Linked DNA regions of Zea mays: region 1 is linked to region 2. A link is a contact called in public Hi-C data. All regions are on one chromosome and are shown on one strand. The core of a region is the stretch at or near the end of the contact, and the rest is flanking DNA. Distances in the headings are between cores, read along the strand shown.

What was found. A called contact is a pair of places that touch in the nucleus more often than the background predicts.
Region 1: a contact with region 2 is called in a Hi-C map of endosperm, with 2.5 times the contacts expected there. The contact joins the promoter of LOC100193503 here to the promoter of LOC100216600 in region 2. A contact is called at or near these places in 7 of 25 Hi-C or Micro-C datasets (ear, endosperm, leaf and 2 more).

Annotation. Positions count from the first base shown.
Region 1 is chr1:12,229,531-12,232,912 of Zm-B73-REFERENCE-NAM-5.0, reverse strand. LOC100193503 (DEAD-box ATP-dependent RNA helicase 38) reads right to left here and starts at 1,539. Exons shown (of 8, transcript NM_001138616.1): 1 at 1,166-1,539; 2 at 738-1,031; 3 at 420-647. The coding sequence starts at 1,429.
Region 2 is chr1:12,076,718-12,079,623 of Zm-B73-REFERENCE-NAM-5.0, reverse strand. LOC100216600 reads left to right here and starts at 1,505. Exons shown (of 10, transcript XM_008666607.4): 1 at 1,505-2,019; 2 at 2,129-2,196; 3 at 2,288-2,514. The coding sequence starts at 1,620.

The sequences.
Region 1 (3,382 bases), core at 290-2,789, 150 kb before region 2:
TCTGTTTGAAGTTTGGGAAAGGCATAACATCACAGAAAGTACCAATCATTGTATACAAGTGCATAACTTTCCTCTACTCTTGTTAAGAATCACTTAATCAGTTGGTTGTGATGTGATAGCCAAGCACAGTCAGAGAAGCTTACTATGCTTCTTGATACATTGCTCCTTACAGCATTATAGTAACCTCCCAAATACCCTATGCATAATTATGATAACAAAACAAGAATGGAACTCAAACATGAATAACTTTCCTCTACTCTTTTTAATAATCACTTAATCAGTCGGTTGTGATGTGATAGCCAAGCACAGTCAGAGCAACTTAGTATGCTTCTTGATACATTGCTCCTTGCAGCATTATAGTAACTCAAATACCCTAGGAATTATTATGATAACAAAACAAGAATGAAACTCAAACATACCTCAGCAAGCATATGATCTGCCTCATCAAACACAAGTATCTTGATGTCCCTTGTGGCCAGCTTCTTATGGGTAATCCATTTGATGAGCGTACCAGATGTGCCGATAACGATCTGGTCAGTGATCGGAGCCATTTTCGAGATCGGCATGTAGTCTTTTTGAGCTGGCGGGATTGCACAGGCGCATGTAATGCCAGTAAACTTGCCCATCCTCATGAGAACTGCCTTATTCTGCAGAGTTGGATGAAGCAAACTCAGCACTATTAACAACAGAGGTTACCCATATGATGCGAGAGCATAGTATAAGAACGGTGATTCGACCTGCTGCGCAAGCTCCCTGGTGGGGCAAATGCAGATAGCCTGGGGTATCTTGCGTTGCGGGTCGACGCGGCTGAGCATGCCGAGGACGAAACAGGTGGTCTTGCCAGAGCCGTTGTGCGCCTGCGCGACGAGGTCCTTGTAGGGCGGCGTGAGGATCATGGGCAGGGTGATCGCCTGGATCTTGCTCGGGCGGCTGAACCCCATCTCGTCGTGCAGCCCCTTAAGCAGCTCGGGCGACAGCTTCAGATCCTCGAACGTGGTGGCCGACTCGTACACCGTGCCACCCGAAATCACCTGGAGCGCAGCCAAATCGAAATTACATCAGTCAATCAGCAGCCCGAGGCCAGCGAGACTGGCTAGGGCTAGTGTCAGCGTCGGCGCTGGTGCCACCGCCGGCGGAAGTGGGGGGGAGGGGAACGGGATCGTACGGCTTGGATTTGCGAGTCGTCGGAGTCATCGAGGAGGGGCGGGCCCTCTTCGCCTGCGGCGTCGTCCACCGACGGGGCGAGGGAGAGCGCCTCGATCTGCTTGGCCTGCTCCTCCACCGCCGGCTCGGTGATGGAGGAGGAAGAGGACGCCGCGGCGGCCGCCGCCGCCGCTTCGGCTGCCGCGGTCGCCTTAGCCTTGGCCTCCTCCTCCTCTTCGACGTCGGCCCATGACTTCTTCTCCGGGGACGCCGCCTTGTCGGCCATCGCGCCGCGCGCTGGCAGATCGAGACTCGACAGCAATCAGGAGTGGTGACTGGTGAGTGGAGGAGAAACGGAGAGGAAGCAGAGAGGGCTAGTGGGTTCGTGTTTTTTTTTCTCCACTCTTGATTTGTCAAGGGTTTATATGCGTGCTAGAGCAGTTTAGCTTAGCTTTCAAGCGGACTGCCTCCGTGTCACCGTGTGTTCTCTGCTTGCGATTTACGCAGCGGGCAGCGGTTAATCCGCGCTCTCGTTGGGCCACGCCCACTTTGGCGGCGGCCGTTTGAGGATGGAGTGTGGACCGGGCCTCAGAATGGGAAGAGAGTTAGCGGCCGGTGACGTGGGTCGGGCCGTAGGAGCATGATGAGAACTAGTAGAACAATTGCATCCTATCCTTCGCGTTTAGCTCTTTTCATAAAATAATTATGTTTGGACTTCTGAAAAACTAATCTATCTTTAAATCCTGTAAATCAGCCTAAGAATTATAGCATCGAGATTACACGTTTCGATCCTATCCTGTCCATCGCGTTTTTTTATTTTAGCTCCTTTTCAATAAAAAAATTATGTTTGGACTTATGAAAAACTAATCTATCTCTAAACTCTGAAAAACTAATTTATCAACACAATTCCAGATTTTATTCAAGTCAAGGAATATTTTGACGTTCTGTTCCTAGATGAAACGAAATACTTAGAATATAATATTCTAATTAATTCCTATTATACAAGAAAAGGTCCAGATAGACTGAACAAAAAGGGCTTCATTTCTATTTTCCAATTTGGAAAATCACATATTTGTTTCCTTTGTATGAACAGAAAAATACAATGACTTAAAGAAGTTTCTATCACAAACTTTGTACCACGCATATTACTTAGAACAACGGGGAAAGTAGGATAAGCAAGAATAAAAAAATATTCTTCAGAATAGCGGTATATAAAATTAATAAGAAATGCAAAATGAAGAAAAGGTCACCTAATCTCACCTATTTCTATACCATAAAGAACCAGAGATTTAAACACTTTTTTGAATCAGCCTATGATCTATAACATGGAGATTACACATTCAGCCTTCAGGGCAATGCCACTGTTAGCATGGAGACGGTGGTTGTGACATGGCGGGACCTTATGCCAAGATCTACAACACTAAGGTTGGTATCAAAGATTTGTGGTACTAATCTCGGTACAATAGATCGTAGCATCAACCTCGATGCCACATATCCTCTGCTTCGACCTTAACCGTGCGCTGCTCTCCTCCACCAACCATGATGTCATGGTGAAAGATCTATGTGTGATTTTGTTAATTATGACAATTAGTAGATTAAAAACATCTTCAGCAGGCCGTGTAAAAGACCGTGCAAAATACTATTTTACACTGTAAATTGCATTATTTACAAAATAAACTTTAAAATAGAAAGTAAGATAGAAAGTATAACAGGAAGTCTAGTTTAATGTTTCAATGTCGTATTTTGTCTAGGTTTACTGTGCTGCTGTCGTCCTACTTTACAACTAGCTGTACGACAGTACCAAAAGGGCAACGCTTTCTCGAATGACCATATAGGGTACCAACAGACAAGAACATGCTGCTATCCTGATTTGTCCTAATTATTAAGTCAAGCATAATCCTGTCATTTTTTGCATTACCAGCTGTTACGCTTTTGCTTTGCCCTATGTGGTTGTGACATGTAAATGTAATGTCCACCAAGCGTGCAATTTGAAACTTGATCACACTGCATATATGTTCGTGTGTTTTTGGTATCGGCTTAGAGAACCTGTTGGGACTCTAAGAGTGTGTTTGGTTTAAGGAATGAAGTGACTCATCTTCTTCTCACTCTTCACGTTTTTATTTGGTTTGAAGAATAGAATGATTTGATCCATCACCACCCCATTCCTTTAGTATATATATGAGGAGTTGGTTGATTCCACCAAAATTGATAAAATAAACTTATGATACATCATCTCATG
Region 2 (2,906 bases), core at 256-2,755:
AAAGTTGAATAACTTTTAAAGTTCTACAACTTTTATTTTGACACTTTTTCATTCGATGTCATTTGCAAAATTTGAATTTTAAATTTGACAAATCTAGATGCAATTTTTGAGAACTGAAATGAGTTCAAATAAAAAAGTTGTCAACCACAAAGTTTCATAACTTTTAGAGATCTACAACTTTTTATTTTGGTGGTTTCATCGTCAAGGTCGTTTGGAAAACTCGAAAAAATAAGGATAAATATGATTTCTAGTGTGATTCCTTAAGAAAACCGTCATTAGAAATCGATTTTTACATGCAGTTACTTAAAAAACTGCCACTAGAAATCCATTTCTACATGCAATTTTTTTAAAAAAACCTCATGTAGAAAACTAGAAATATGATTTATAGTGACAATTTTCTTAAGGAACCGACACTAAAAATAGCAAATACAGTTGATAACTGAATACACCTGTAAAAATATACCACACCGCAGGTTTTAAGTCTTTTTCTACTACTGTGCTGAAGATGGCCTTACCACGCACAATGCTGCCCGACCCTGCTGCCCTTGCCCCTATTGGTTATCGTCATGATGCTGACGCAGGCTGGTAAGCCTGATTTCACTCGTCGTGACAATACGATGATACATCCCGACGAACGATGAGCTTAGCGAACCAACAAGACATGGCTCTTCGTCAGAGGTGTCTCGTAACCCGTCCCTTTTCCGGCGCTTCCGCCCATCGAAGAGATCAACATTTTTTAAGGCACGCACAGTTTCGATTCAATCGACAACTAGTGGTATGTTTACTTATTTTATTTATATAGTTTTCTTTCTTAAACTTGTATTGTACATTGATGTGAAATTGTATTATACGTAATACTAGTTTTTTAAAGGTTTTGCTTGTATCATTCCGTTTTCTTGACTCTCAATAAATTCTCGCGTTCCTTCACTATTTCAAATTTGAATTCGACACCGCAACGACATAATTAATAACTAATAACCGTACGAAGCCAATATAATATGTCAGCCAAACGAAAAAAACATGGAAATATGTATCCAGGTCCAAGATGAGGATGCCGGCAGGCGAGAGGACGAGTCATGGAGACGGTGCAGGGAGCGAGGGGCCGAGGGCATGGAACGGGAGGCGATTGAGGAATAGAAGCCAGGGATCCGCCAGGTGGCTGGATGGTGGAGGCAGGCGATGCAGCGCACGGCGGCACCCGGCCCACAGCTCAGGTGCAGGTGCAGTGCCCTGCGCGATACGTCGTCGTGAGACCGGCGTGTGTGGAGGGTGCAAGCCCGTGCGGGCGCGGCCAGCCGGCCACACCACCACTTTCCCGCGCCATCAATGCGCGGGCCGAGGGTCACCCGTCGCCCTCGCGCCGCGCTGGCGAGCCCCTGCCCCTCCGTCGCCTCCGACGTCGCTCTCGCCATCGCCCCGCGCGCCGCGCCAGAGCTCGCCTCAATCTCGCTCGCTCTGCCTGCCTGCCTGCCTACCGAGTCGCTCGCGCGCGGCGGGTCCGTCCGTCGCTGGCAGACGTATATATCGCCCGCCCGTGTAACAGCTACAGTTTTCCTTTAGCTGTATGTAGCCGTGCGCGCGCGAGCACGTCTCCAGCCAGCTAGGTAGGCGAGGTGACGATGGAGTCGACAATGGAGAAGCCGGCGGTGATGGACGCGGCGCGCGGCGGCGGAGGGGTCGGGCGGGCCAAGTCGGACCACCTGGCGCCGTCGCTGTCGCTGAGCCGGACGGCGTCGGCGGAGACGGTGCTGGGCACGGCGGCGGACGCGGCCAAGCCCGCCGGGTTCGGGAGGAAGCGGCGCTCCGCGTCGGTCGGCGGCGGCAACAACAACAGCCACATCCGCAAGTCCCGGAGCGCGCAGCTGAAGCTGGACGTGGAGGACCTCGTCAGCAGCGGCGCCGCGCTCAGCCGCGCCTCCAGCGCCAGCCTCGGCTTCTCCTTCACCTTCACCGGCTTCACCCCGCCGCTCCAGCACATGTGCTCCGCCGACCCGCCTTCATTCAGCGACGACGAGAACCGTACGTATAGTACGCGCCAGTCCATCCGAGAACATAGCTAGCTAGCTAGCCAGCTCTAACGACGGTTGCATATGCGTGCATATATATACGTCCTGCGCGGCCGCAGCAGTGGACATCGAAGCCGGCACACGGCGCAAGAAACTGGTGACCGAGCCGACCCTGCCGATATACCTCAAGGTAAAAAACGATCGAAAGCACACACCGCCATGCATGCATGCACGTCGCGCAGCGGAAAAGCTTCGTATCTAAGCGGCGGCGTGCGTGGCAGTTTGCGGAGGTGAAGTACAGGGTGGCGGGGAAGGGCTCGCCGCGGGAGATACTGGGAGGGATATCCGGGTCGGCGTCCCCCGGCGAGGTGCTGGCGCTGATGGGCCCGTCCGGCAGCGGCAAGACGACGCTGCTGAGCATCCTGGGCGGGAGGGCCGCCGCCGGCGGCGCCGTCGACGGCTGCATCTCCTACAACGACGAGCCCTTCAGCAAGTCCCTCAAGCGCAGGTAACCTAGCTATACCGACCTGCATGCCGTGTCCTCCATGACACGTACGTATGACTCCGGTTGATTTCTCGCCGGGCGCATTAATTGGTCAATTAATTCTCTGGGGCACAGAGTATATTTATATTGTTTTTAATTGTGTGGTCAGTAGCTTTCGGTAAGTTGAGTGGGTCCATCGGCCGCCGATGAGGTGTGTCCAGGTGGACACCATGCATCATGCATGCACGCGTCTGCATGTGCGGCTGTGCTTCGCTATGTACCTAGCAGGCTAGCACCTGTTAAAAGCATTAGCTTATCTAGCTAGATAGCCATGCTGTTCACGGTTATCCTGCTTGTTCTGTTCATGCATGGCTTCGCTGTCCTGAGTTCACTGTTCATGCAACTTTCACTGTGAG